3 separate regions of the Mus musculus genome follow, and all the other regions are linked to region 2. The links are chromatin contacts, called in public Hi-C maps. All regions are on one chromosome and are shown on one strand. The core of a region is the stretch at or near the end of the contact, and the rest is flanking DNA. Distances in the headings are between cores, read along the strand shown. Region 1 holds the start of Pax6os1 (paired box 6 opposite strand 1). Region 2 overlaps 4930527A07Rik (RIKEN cDNA 4930527A07 gene). Region 3 overlaps Them7 (thioesterase superfamily member 7).

The links. A called contact is a pair of places that touch in the nucleus more often than the background predicts.
Region 1: a contact with region 2 is called in a Hi-C map of cerebellum, with 5 times the contacts expected there. The contact joins the promoter of Pax6os1 here to the enhancer-like site in region 2. A contact is called at or near these places in 4 of 39 promoter capture datasets (cranial neural crest, embryonic stem cells, epiblast stem cells and 1 more), 1 of 15 datasets of contacts at CTCF or cohesin (stem cell-derived epiblast-like cells), 29 of 484 Hi-C or Micro-C datasets (cerebellar granule neurons, cerebellum, embryonic somatosensory cortex and 5 more), 11 of 115 datasets of contacts at active chromatin or transcription factors (astrocytes, differentiating embryonic stem cells, embryonic forebrain and 5 more) and 4 of 9 other capture datasets (adipose tissue, embryonic stem cells, liver and 1 more).
Region 3: a Hi-C map of cerebellum shows a contact between it and region 2, with 2.4 times the contacts expected there. The contact joins two enhancer-like sites. A contact is called at or near these places in 12 of 484 Hi-C or Micro-C datasets (cerebellar granule neurons, cerebellum, embryonic stem cells and 1 more) and 1 of 115 datasets of contacts at active chromatin or transcription factors (embryonic stem cells).

Annotation. Positions count from the first base shown.
Region 1 is chr2:105,668,065-105,671,762 of GRCm38.p6, reverse strand. Pax6os1 (paired box 6 opposite strand 1) reads left to right here and starts at 1,433. Exons shown (of 4, transcript NR_002867.2): 1 at 1,433-1,527. It also overlaps a transcript of Pax6 not described here.
Region 2 is chr2:105,521,215-105,525,194 of GRCm38.p6, reverse strand. The region is part of intron 1 of 4930527A07Rik (RIKEN cDNA 4930527A07 gene); the gene reads right to left. Among named protein-coding and RNA genes, the nearest start is that of 4930527A07Rik, 47 kb to the right of the region's middle. Within about 2 kb of position 1,529, at least 19 of the 459 cell types and tissues checked have an H3K27ac peak or open chromatin away from gene starts, as enhancers often do. A contact at or near this core is called in cerebellum and neural tube, where this site is marked.
Region 3 is chr2:105,335,521-105,339,257 of GRCm38.p6, reverse strand. All of the region lies in intron 3 of Them7 (thioesterase superfamily member 7), which reads right to left. Among named protein-coding and RNA genes, the nearest start is that of Rcn1, 62 kb to the left of the region's middle. Within about 2 kb of position 1,512, at least 17 of the 459 cell types and tissues checked have an H3K27ac peak or open chromatin away from gene starts, as enhancers often do. A contact at or near this core is called in cerebellum, where this site is marked.

The sequences.
Region 1 (3,698 bases), core at 184-2,683, 150 kb before region 2:
CCGGATGGGTGTCCCAGCAAAGAGCTTTCTTGTAGGAGGCTAGTTAACTCTCAAGCTTCCTTTCTTCCACATCCTACAGTTGTCTATATGGAAAGTAGATTCAAAGTCTCTAACGCATAGGACACCCTGAAATCCCATCGTTTTGGGATTTTTACAGATAGGGTGTCTAGAAAAGTTCTCTTTCCATTCTCCAACCCCGGGACATTCCTTCAAGTCTCCTTTTCTTCTAACCTCAGTACTAAAGAGGTAAGTGTTCAGCTTCAAATGAAAAGCTTGCTAAGGTCACCGCTCTATAGAATATGTCTGAACAGCTGCCTGGTAGAAGGGCCAGGGACTGACTCCTGCCATTTGTTTTGTTCAGGAGCTAGAAACGTGCAGGCCTGATGCTCAGGATTTTGAGACTGGGAAAGAGAGAGCAAATGTCAGGGCTGGCTCACTCCAGCAGCCTGGAACCGAACTAAGCACATCCTGACAGGCTTTTAAAATGACATTGATTGAGACAAGCTGTTCCCAACCCCAGTAAGAGTTAATCTGCCTGTTAATCAAGGCACTAAGGGGCTCAATGCGAGTTTTATTAGTGACTGGAGAGCAGAGGCAGCAGTAGCAAGGGATCAAAAGCTGAAATCCCAGATACTTTGTCAGTGCACACTCCTCCAAAAAAACAATGTATTTTTCAATTAGAGAACAATTTGGCGCTTTTCATCATTTCCTAACCCAGTCTCACAGATGGTGACTTGAAGCCTCCCCATCAGGGAAAAACTTGTGGGGATTGGGAGTCAGGGACAGAGCAATGAGGGATTAAGCCCTGGTTGTTTCCTCGGAGATCGGGGTCCACCTGGGAGAATATCCGAACTCTGGGATCAAGGCTCTGCAGCCAGATTCCTCCCGAAAAGAAAAGGAATGAAAAAGGGAAGCAAAAGAAAAAATAATACCACAAATACAGGCACTCGTCCTTCTAGGTCTGGCCAAGCATCTCTGCCAGTGCACTAGAAAGTTCTCATGCAAGATTTACTCTCTCTCTCTCTCTCTCTCTCTCTCTCTCTCTCTCTCTCTCTCTCTCCCTTTCCCTCTCTCTCTCCCTTACTTCTCTCTCCCTCTCTCCCTGGAAGCTGGATTCTCTTTGGTTTTCTTTTCCAAGTCTGGGCACTGGCGGAAATTTGAATACTAAGTTCTCCAATAATTCAAATGATACGAAGTCTGAGGGAGGAAAAAGTAGACACACCAATCCGATTTGCCCTCTGATCAAGGAGGGCAGCAGAGTAAGACCACAGCAGAGGAAGTCCCTGGCTCACCCTGGGCGCAGGGCGAGGACTCTGGTCAGAGGTAATTATGTCACCGCGTTTTCTCGCCGTGACAGCCGAATAAACACAATCTCCAATAAACATCTCTAATGAGGGAGGAGGCCCGAGGATGGCTGGTTTGATTTATGACTAGAGGAGAAGGTCCACTTCCTACTGCGAAGCGGGCAAACTGCTCACGGCTCAACTCTGGAATAAGGAACTCTCGGAGGAGAGGACCCCCGTTCAGGTAAGGTGCTCAGACTGGTGGCCACTTTGCCCGTGGCCTCCTTTCTATGTGAGGCGCTCAGAGGGGACTCTGCTCAGAGTTAGACTCCTGGGCACCTGTCACAGGTGCTTGAGAGCCAAACGATCTGGACAAGTGCCTCCAGCGGGTCTAGAGAGAGGGCGTCAGGAGCACGCGTGGGAGTGGGCGAGATCCAGGCCAGGCCTGCTACATGGCCTCAAATTTCCGGTGGGTTGCTCCGGTGCCCCGACTCAGGCAGCCTGAGCGGCTCCTGGTAAGCTTAGGGCTTGAGTGAGAGATTTTCCAACCTGGCGAAAACACCTTTTAGTTTAAGTTAGGGGTAATCACTTTCCTGACCCACTTCGGCCAAGTTCTGGCCTTCCTGGAGCCGGAGCATGGCTGGGTATCTCTCTCCAGGGCACTCAGCAACCGGGTTCCCCTGGAGCCCACATGCTTCCCGCCGAGGCAAAGAGCTCCGCCGCTGCTAGGAACCCGTTCCCGGTAACCCGAGCCCGCATTCTAGCTCAGTGAGAATCGCTAATTATTAGGTCTTCCGAAGGAAGCTCAAATCACACGCTGGGGCCTTCGCGCGCGCTGCCCAGCTCTGGAGGGCCGCATTCTTTCGTCCTGTGCTCCTTTCGGGGGAAACGAACCCCAAGACTTTGACTTCGATATGGAACACACATCTACACAACCTTGGGGAAACTTTTGTCGCAAGTCGCCCGACCTTCCGCGGGGTGCTCCATGAATTCGGCGCGAGGCTTGGTGGCTTCTCCAAGCATGAATGTCGCTAATTGCATCGGGGGAAGGCGTGTTGCAAACTGCATGCCCACCGCCTGCTTTTCTTAGGATCTCAGCGATTTCTTTAGACTGCGGCCACAGCCACCACCCTCCCACCCCCCACATCACCCCCAGCTCAGGGCCAGACGGGAAGTCCTCTCTTGAGACCACAACATTTTGTTACTTTTACAAAGAAGCATGCTTCGCAAAGACATCCCCTCCCCCTCACCCCCGTCCCATCCGCAGCAACTCCTCTACCATCTTTGTAAGCTTCCTTTAAAAAGAAAAAGAAAAAAATCAAGGCCGGGGCCACTCGGGGAGGGTTTCTATGACCTGAACACACAGGTTGCACGTCGGAGAGGGGCGCCGCTACTCTTGGGGTGAGTCTGGCTAGAATCAAAGCGGTTACCTGTGAGCCGAGGGTGGGGTGTCAGGTGAGTCTGGTGGCGCTGGTTCCCACACTTCTCAAAGCCGCTTCTCGGGGGGAAGTAGCAGATCTGACAACCGGGTTCTACGCGAGGACCTGCCCCAGAGTTTAAATGTCAACGATAAGAAAAGAGGGTGCTCCGGCAGGCGCTAACTTTCCTTAATATCCACGCCAGCAATGCCCTCATTGGTTGCCGGGCGCGGATGACGTCACGGCGGCCAGAGTTGGGTTCAGCTCGGCAGATTAGCTCTCTGGCCCGGCGGGAGACTCCCTCTCTTCAGGCAGAGTCTGACTCCTCCATCCTAAGAGTCTTCAGGGGTCTGGCCGGTAACTGCACACGCCCAGCCTGCCTCTGGCTGGTATTGTCCTCCCTGAGGTTCGGCTTAAGCCCCCCTCCCCCTACTTTCAAGTAAACAGGTCCTGCGGAGTTCAGGGGCCATCCAGTACGCGGATCCCACTGTACTTGCTCTTAGGCCAGCCAGTTATCTCTCTAAGTGACCCCGTAGCCTGTCCTTAGGTTCTCTAGAGAGTCACTTCATCAGAGGGACGAAGACCACGAGGGGTCGAAAGGGATCTCTGGCAAGTTCTTTTCACGAGATGACCCAATGGATAACCCTACCTGGCCCTAGCTTCCACAAGTCACAAGCTGGGCACAGACTGTGGCTCCAGCAACCAATGAGCAAACTCCTTTCCCAAACCCGGCCAAATCTAAGCCTGTTGGCGTTTTCCTTAGGGAAGTCCCAAAGCCAGAGTGCCCGGGCTTCCCTCGCTTGGAACTGAAAAGCTCCATTCATGTAGAAAATGTAGATGATGGTATTTATCTTTGACTTGAGGGCTAACTGTTGACTTTGTGGCCTAGAGGGGCAAAAGTGGGGACATAGAAGATTGGGAGGTTAAGATTTCCCTTCCTCGTGCTCAGTGAGTGAAGATATTGGGGCAAGGTCGCCAGATACTGATCCCGTGGTCT
Region 2 (3,980 bases), core at 280-2,779:
GCCTGGGGTCTGTTTAAAGGTCTTCGCCGGTCTCTCAGCCTGCCGGAGTACAAGCAAGAGCCTTCTTCCAAGTCTGCCCTCAGGACTGACAGCTCACCGGAGTCAAGATGAGTTTAACATCATGTCTTCCTTGGAAGGTATCTGAGTCAGGCCCAAGACCTGACTACTTCTATTGTCCCCTACCAATGCTGTGGTGAGAGGAAGGGGACAAACGGGACTGACTATGTTCCTACAAAGACACAGCTGCACCAGTCTTTCACAGAAGGTGAACGCTGCTGCCCTCCTGCTCTGTGGCTGGAACCTGCTTTTCATTTGATGCCTTTTTTCCATACTTCACACTAGCTGGCTGCCTCTTGCTGTTCAGACTTCTTATGGTATCCCCTTGGCTCAACTCAGAAGTTACACCCTTTATATTTTTGGTCTTCTTCATCCACATAAACATCTCAGGTTCCTTAATGCATGTATTATCAAGAAGGCAATCTGATGGAAAGAATTCTCACGGAAGCATTAGCCAACTGGTATCACTGTTACACTTGCAAATTAGAGGATTTGCTCAGAATATTTAGGATTATGTCTGCCAAGGGATGAGCTTTAGAAAGACAGGAGCAAGACCTGGAAATGGACACCCTTTAAGAGGATGCTGGCATATGCTAAGGCTGGTTTTGTCCCCCTTCCCCCCCCCCCCCATCTTAAAGGGATAGAGAAAGCTAACTTCTGTGTTAAAAAGTGAAGTTGGAAATAACTGTGTGGTCTAACGGGGGAGAGTTACAAAGCAGCACGTTGACACTACCCAGGCTTCAATCTAGCTTCTCTGGTTAGGGCTAAAAGTAACACAAAGACTCCACTAAAGGCTACAGAAACACAACTAGAACACCTTCTGTGTATGCTGTATGCATTTCCTGGCTTAGTATTCCTGATATAGGTGTTGCTGTGCTCCCTTTTCTAGGTGAGACAGGGTCAGAAACATAGAGTAATTTCCTTAGAGTCGCAGGGACATACTTAAGATCTGTGGCACGCAAGCCCAGGCTGTCTGAATCCAAAAGCTGCTTGTCCTATGTGCTGCACAGTCATGCCTTGCCCTAACATGATGGCTCTTGACTTGGCCAGGGCTTGAGACATATCTAGCTTACAGATCTTCCATATATCAGGTCGAGTCCTCCCTCCTCTGTCCTGGCCTCAGTTTCCTTATCTGAAGACCAGGGAGACAGTGGAGATCACTGGAAGATGAGTATTCTCAGGTCAGTTAAAGATTTGCTTGATCTGAAAATGCCGGCTATGAGTCTCCTGCTAGGCTCTGAGAAAGAGGCCACGCCAACACTGGTTGAGCATCAGGCAAAACCACCAAGCCCCAGATGGATGTGACCTCTGGGAGTTCATCCAAACACTGGGGTTTGGGGATGGGTGGGAGGGCAATGTTCCTCCTCCAGCAGGCTGAGTTTAGCCAGCAGCGAGTGCCAGGGTCTCCTCCACAGCCCTGCCCAAGCTGCTTTCAAGGTGGGGCAAGTTGGGAGTGTTTCTCCCTCTTCTGGTGAGAGCCAAGAGGTCAGGAGGAGTGTAGCTGTGACAGATGGAATCTGCAAACTTGTTTGGAAACACCCTTTTCAAGTGCACCCTGAGACAGGATTAAGAGAACAGCTTTGGCCCGTTTTCAGGACTGTCATCTGCTGAACACCTCCAAGCTCATTTGAAGGAAGTGACAGAGAGACTGAGATTGCAAATCAGGGAACTTGGCCTCCCCACCTCCACCAGCCGGAAGAAAACAAAAGCGCCTTAAGTAGGAAAGTGACACAGCGCCATCTCCTGGCCAGTAGTTGTCTGGCCCTTGGGGGCCTCTGGTCAGAGTCAGGACTCCTCTACTTCAAGGATTTTGACAAATTGTGCTAGAGGGAAGGCCTGTCCTGGCTTCCAGGAGCTAGGGTGCAAGCATGGGAATTGCATTCACTCTCAGTTTACAATGTGGACATATGTGCGCACTCATGTGTTTTACACAAATACATGCACATTGAAAGTCAATTTGAACATCAAGTAGGATTGACTTTTCTGTGAGGCACAATTCCTCTTCTTGTAGGCAGCTTTCAAGGTTAAACTCATCATGATGAGGTTATGCACTCCAGAGCCAGTGTGTGTGGGTTCAAACCTCAAGTTTTACCATTTAGTCGCTGTCAAGGTTTAAGCAAGTTACTTAACCTCTTTGGGCTGCTCGCCTCTTCTATAAATATGAACAATACTGATACTCCAGCAGCATATTGTGATGAAGCGGTACAATGTATGATCATCACCCTGTACATACTAGCTGTAATTATTGTCCAACAGAGCATGGCTCTCATGTAGTCCCACCATCTGTAGAGTCAACCCATTAAGCTCCATTCTAAGTCTTGTTGGTCAATATGTCCCAGGCAGACATTTCCAGTTAGAGAAAGTTAATGTTAGAGACACTATTTGGTTAACATAGGTGCTACTTACACTCTATATAGCCTCTACGAGGTTTAAGAGTCATGACTGTGGAACTCCCATGTCCTTTGTCTTTATTAAGTCAGTCTGGCAAGGTGGTGGGCCCGTTGGTGCTGTAGACTGACTGATGACACTCTGGCGGACAGGGTGGATGTGTCCTCTCTCCAACTTAGGGAAATTTTCCTCCTGGCTTTTCCTACCTTCATCTGCAAAGTATCCCAGGGAAGCTAGCAGAGTGGCTTCCAGGGGAGCCGCAAGCATCTCGAGAAACTCTGACTTAGATGGGATACTTACAGACACTAACCAAAAAGAGCTCTTTCCATCTAGAAAAATGATGGCCAGGAGACAGGCTGCCAAAGTCAGAGGCTGGCTTTCCCAAGGTCAACCATAAATCAAGGTGAGCACATGTTACAGGAGCCAGTGCTGGAGTCTTGAGGGGGTGTGGGGCCTGATGACAGGGGGATTATCTCTTCCCATTCCGTCTGCTGCCAGGGAAGCCAGGCATGTGTCTGCTCATTGCCACCAAGGAAGCCTTCCTGCTGTTTAATGAGGGTTAGCTTGCCCTGGGAAGGAAGGCCTGGCCTGCACATCTGTCTCATCAAAGGGGTCAAAGGCTTAGGACACAAAGGTCTCTCAGGCCTCCATTCTCTGGCCTTTATCACCCCCCAGAAGCCATCCTGTTAACGTGCTCAAACAGCCGTGACTTTGCCTCTGCTGTGTTTGGGGAGTTCAGTCTGGTGAAGAGGGAAGAGAGAGAGAGAGCCCTTGGAGTCTCTCAGACTTCGCACTTGGCTGCCTCTCCTGAGGAGGACCTGAACCGTGACTCATCTGGGGTAGAATGTTTTGTTAGCAAATCCTTGTTTTGCTTTAAAGCCACTGATGTCTCAAGAAAACAGCCTCAAGCGAATTTGGAGGAGGAAGAGGAGGAGGAGGAGGAAGAGGAGGAGGAGGAGGAGGAGGAAGAGGAGGAGGAGGAGGAAGAGAGAGAGCGTTAGAGAGAGAGAGAGAGAGAGCACTGCCTCACATGTAATCTGTTTACAGGGGACAGAAGTGACCCTAGGAGCAAGCTCGAGCCAGGCACCCTCACCATGATGGCCTTGAGGTCATGAGGCTTTTTGCAGGAAATCAAGACATACTAATGCTTTAAGTTGGAAGGACATAAGAGATGGTGAGGCTGCATCTGCTATGGAGCTTTGGAGGTCCAACATCACTTGGAGTTTAGGAGCTGCCTTTGAACTCAAGGCTTCACCCCACACACCTCAGCTTCTTCATCTGTCAAGGGGATTAGCAATACTAGGGTGAGAACAACATGACAAACGCAAAACATATTTCCTCTTCTCTCATGCCAGCACATAGACAGCCAATGGTAGCAAGATATCAGACATTTAAGAAAACATGTCAGAGAAGACATCAGCTCATCGAATATCTTACCATAAAAATGACGGTTGGTTCATTTTGGTTTTGCGATGTGTCAACAATTGCTACCTTCCTGGTGATGGTGGTAGATGTGACATGTCTTAATCATGTGG
Region 3 (3,737 bases), core at 263-2,762, 190 kb after region 2:
TCACGTGTGCATCTTTGAACCAATCGTTCCAAGCAATTGGTAGCTCCTCTAATTCGTGTAGGCCGCCTCAGGAGCTGAAGGAGAGGTAAACTCCAGCCGAGCTATAGGGCTTAAATCTGAAGAAGACTAAATCCCGTCAAGGAAAAATTCAGGTTTGTAAGTAGCCAGAGGTAGATACCGGAGAGGCTCGGAAAATGCCCACCACAATCAAGATAACTCATCCAAGCTTGCTCTTTTAATCTTGCCTGGTGGATGGGTATTCAACTAGGAAACTGCTAAATTCTCCAGTAGCTTCAACCATGTTACCCCAAATTAATTTCAACCAGCCCAAAGAACTGTCATAATGGTGGGACTCCTTCGGCTAGACAAATCCCACCTGGCACTCCACCCTTCCTGGGAGGGTTCTCCAAGATCTCTCTAGCTGAAGCCTGCACATTAACTAGGGATAGGAAGACGTCAATGTTTCGTAAAAGTTAAAAAAAAAAAATGCAGACATCTTTAATGAAGAAAGCTCGGGTTATCAGCTCGCTAACACAGACTGTATAGGTAAAGGTTAGAGAGAATGAGGTTGAACATATCTCTAACATTTAGTAAAACGACTTCTGGAAGCTTGGGGGTCAATTTCTGAAACATCCTTTACATGATTTTTCCCCCCATAAGTTCCTCCTCGTGATAGGCCTGCCCCATGTGCATAAAGGACTTAAAGGCTAACAAAGTTAATGATACATTCTGAAAAAAAAAGAAGAAGAAGGAGAAGGAGAAGGAGAAGGAGAAGGAGAAGGAGAAGGAGAAGGAGAAGGAGAAGGAGAAGGAGAAGGAGAAGGAGAAGAAGAAGAAGAAGAAGAAGAAGAAGAAGAAGAAGAAGAAGAAGAAGAAGAAGAAGAAGAAGAAGAAGAAGAAGACGAATTCTTGATGCTGGAGTATATTCCTCAGCGACTTTCTGCTCCAGGGAGCTTAAAAACACCACATTTATTTAAAAGATGGAACACTCTTCCCAAGTTTATAATCTGTAGCAATTACTGTAATTAATAATCATTGACATCTACCGAGGCAGAGCCTGCTCACGAGTGTGTGCACATGTCTCCAGACAAAGTAGGTCCTCGGTACACTGGATGCAATGAAATCAGATCGAATTCTTGTCAGAGAATTCTTGACATCCACACAGTTTGCAGATCAGGCTAAGATATTTTGATGTGTTCCGTAAGTCCTCTAAGTGGCTAGAACTGAGGAGGAGGAGGTGGTGGTAGAGGCGAGGGAGTGGTTGAGAATGCCATGTCTGGAGACCACGAGAAAGCAATGACTCCAACCTGGGTTTTCCCAGTGATGGGGATGGAGAAATCACAAGGGCCACTATATGACTCCTTAGCAACTGCAGTATGCTGTGGTCTTACCCAGCAGATGGAGTGATGAGGGTGAAGAAGAGGGGGGAGTGAGTTCCCCTGCAGGGCATGGCAAAGGGTGCTATGTTGCAGCTGGCTTCACCTGAAGTTCCCACAAACGTCTCCAGAGACATGGGGTGAGTGGGGGTTGGGGGCCGGGAAGATTAGAGGCACTCTGGCAGCCCCAGTCCCCAGGGCCTCCAAGGTGGTCCATCTGTCTTCACGGATGGATGAGTATTCCTTTTGCCGCCCTCAGGATCCTTGTGATGTCCCCTCACAAGCCCATGGGTTCCCAGTCTGCCAGATCAGAGGCTCAGCCAGGAGGGAGTTCAGCGTTTAGGGATGGAGGAACGTCATTTTCAAGGGAGGCTGAGAGCGGCTTCCGTGTTTTGTTCCTGGCATTTATTTTTTTCAAGTAAACAAGGGCTGCATATTCTCTGCTAGATAGATCTGTTTTTGCCACATGGTTTTCAGTGTTCCTAATGAACTGTTAACAAGCTGTCAATTAAGCACACAAATTAGGAGAGATGGCACCAGAAGGGTGCTATATCAGAGCTTGCCTAAGCTACAGACTGCAGGCCCTGAAGCCCTACAGCCTTGAATTTGACCTAATGGCACCTCTGACCCATATGGGTGAAAAGGTTGTGATCAGGTTAGGCTAAGTCTTGAAGGGAGCATGTAGTGTATAAAATATAATGAAAATCAATAACAAACTTTGTGTAGAAAATCCTCTAGTAAATCGCACAGTTATTTTTCTGCGGAACTTTGTAAATCTGTTTAGCTTAAGTGGGTGCCGTGACGCCTTGACGTGCTGAGATTCCAATTGTCTTTTCTTTTCCAGCCAATTGGTTCCGTAGGCTTTCTGCCGTTTACTGGTCCTTCTGTGAGCTTATGGGGGGGTGGATTGGGGGGGGGGCGAGCATGGAGAACGCCACACAAAGGGAGAAAACTGCACAAATGAATAACTAACAAACTTCAGATGTAATTATTCCCACTCTCTGGCTGCCACTCCTCCCCCAGAGAGTCACCAGAAAGCACAGCTTGTTAGAGGAGCCCTAAATCTCCTGGGCCATTTGACTGTCAGAGAAGTGTCTAGAGAGGAACGTCTAAAGCCCTATCAGCGGTACAGAGAAAAAAGCGAGGCACATTCCCCGTGGCAGTGGGAAGTGAGGGGACACAAAGGGACATGAAAGGTTTTCTATAGACTGGGAGAAAGGAAACACACATCAGAAGTGCTTCCGGAGAGAACTGCTGGGGAAATTCCTCTTACAGAAGCAGGGCAGCACAAAGGCCAGTTACTGGTTAACTTTAAGAAAGAGAGGATGATCTGGGGGCGGGGGTGTCATGTTAACCCAGTGAATGAGATGGCTCTGTCCATGGGTTTGTGGTCAAAGGAGCCCGTGGGAGTCAGTCTAGAGAGAAAGCTGGGAGGCTGACCCTAAGCACAGGTGGTAACAATTGTTCAGGATCCCCACGCCCACAGTCAGCCATTCCCCAGTGGCCCTTGCCTGGTTGGGTTCTGAGATTTGCAGAGCAATGCCTGGCTGGTTTGCTAAGGTTTTGTGACTCAGTTTCTTCAAGATCTGGTATTTCCAATCCCCAGATGAAAACTGTCCAGGGCAGGTAGGTTCCTGAGTGCCTGCTGAGGAAGGATCTAGAGAGGGGGGGTTCTGATCCCCAAGTCTCTCTCTCAGCCCCCCCAGGCAGGTCCCTGGAGGCTAGGTCCTAGAGGTCAGGATGGCCACCTTCCCCTCCTGCGGCGATACTGCCTTCTGCCTTCTGCCTCTTACTCTCCCGTTCCTCCCTCTGCTCCATCATGCCTTGAAGACTCTTCTGGGTCACCCAGAGTGTGGGTACATGCCAGACCCCTTTACAGCTTTGGGTTGGGGACTTTTCCCTCACACAGACCTTGGCCTTGAGTCTAGCCTCTGAAGAGCAGAGCCCAAGGCTCAATAGTGGCTTTCACTGGGTGGTTGACCTCACCGACACAAACAGGACAAAACCCCATTAGAGTTCAGATGGAAGCCTTCCAAGCCAGACAGCAACCAACTGGAGGCTTTGCAGTTCTCTTTCCTGGCTGCTTTGTCTTGGTCATGGGCCGTCTTTTTTTCCAACTGGAATGTTTTGAAACTCAGAACCTCTCTTGTAGTTGAGATGGGTGATGGCAGGGACCTTCAGTGCTTGTGTATGTGATTGGCTTCCTCTGATGTTGGGCATGGTGCTAACTTCAAACATGGAGTCTTATAACTTGGTGTCCTCCAAGCTCTGCTTGTATTGAGTTTATTTAATTGTTCTGTCACCTTGCCCTCCCATTGTCTGACACTCATGACTGCTGATCCCTTAAAGGACACCCCCCCC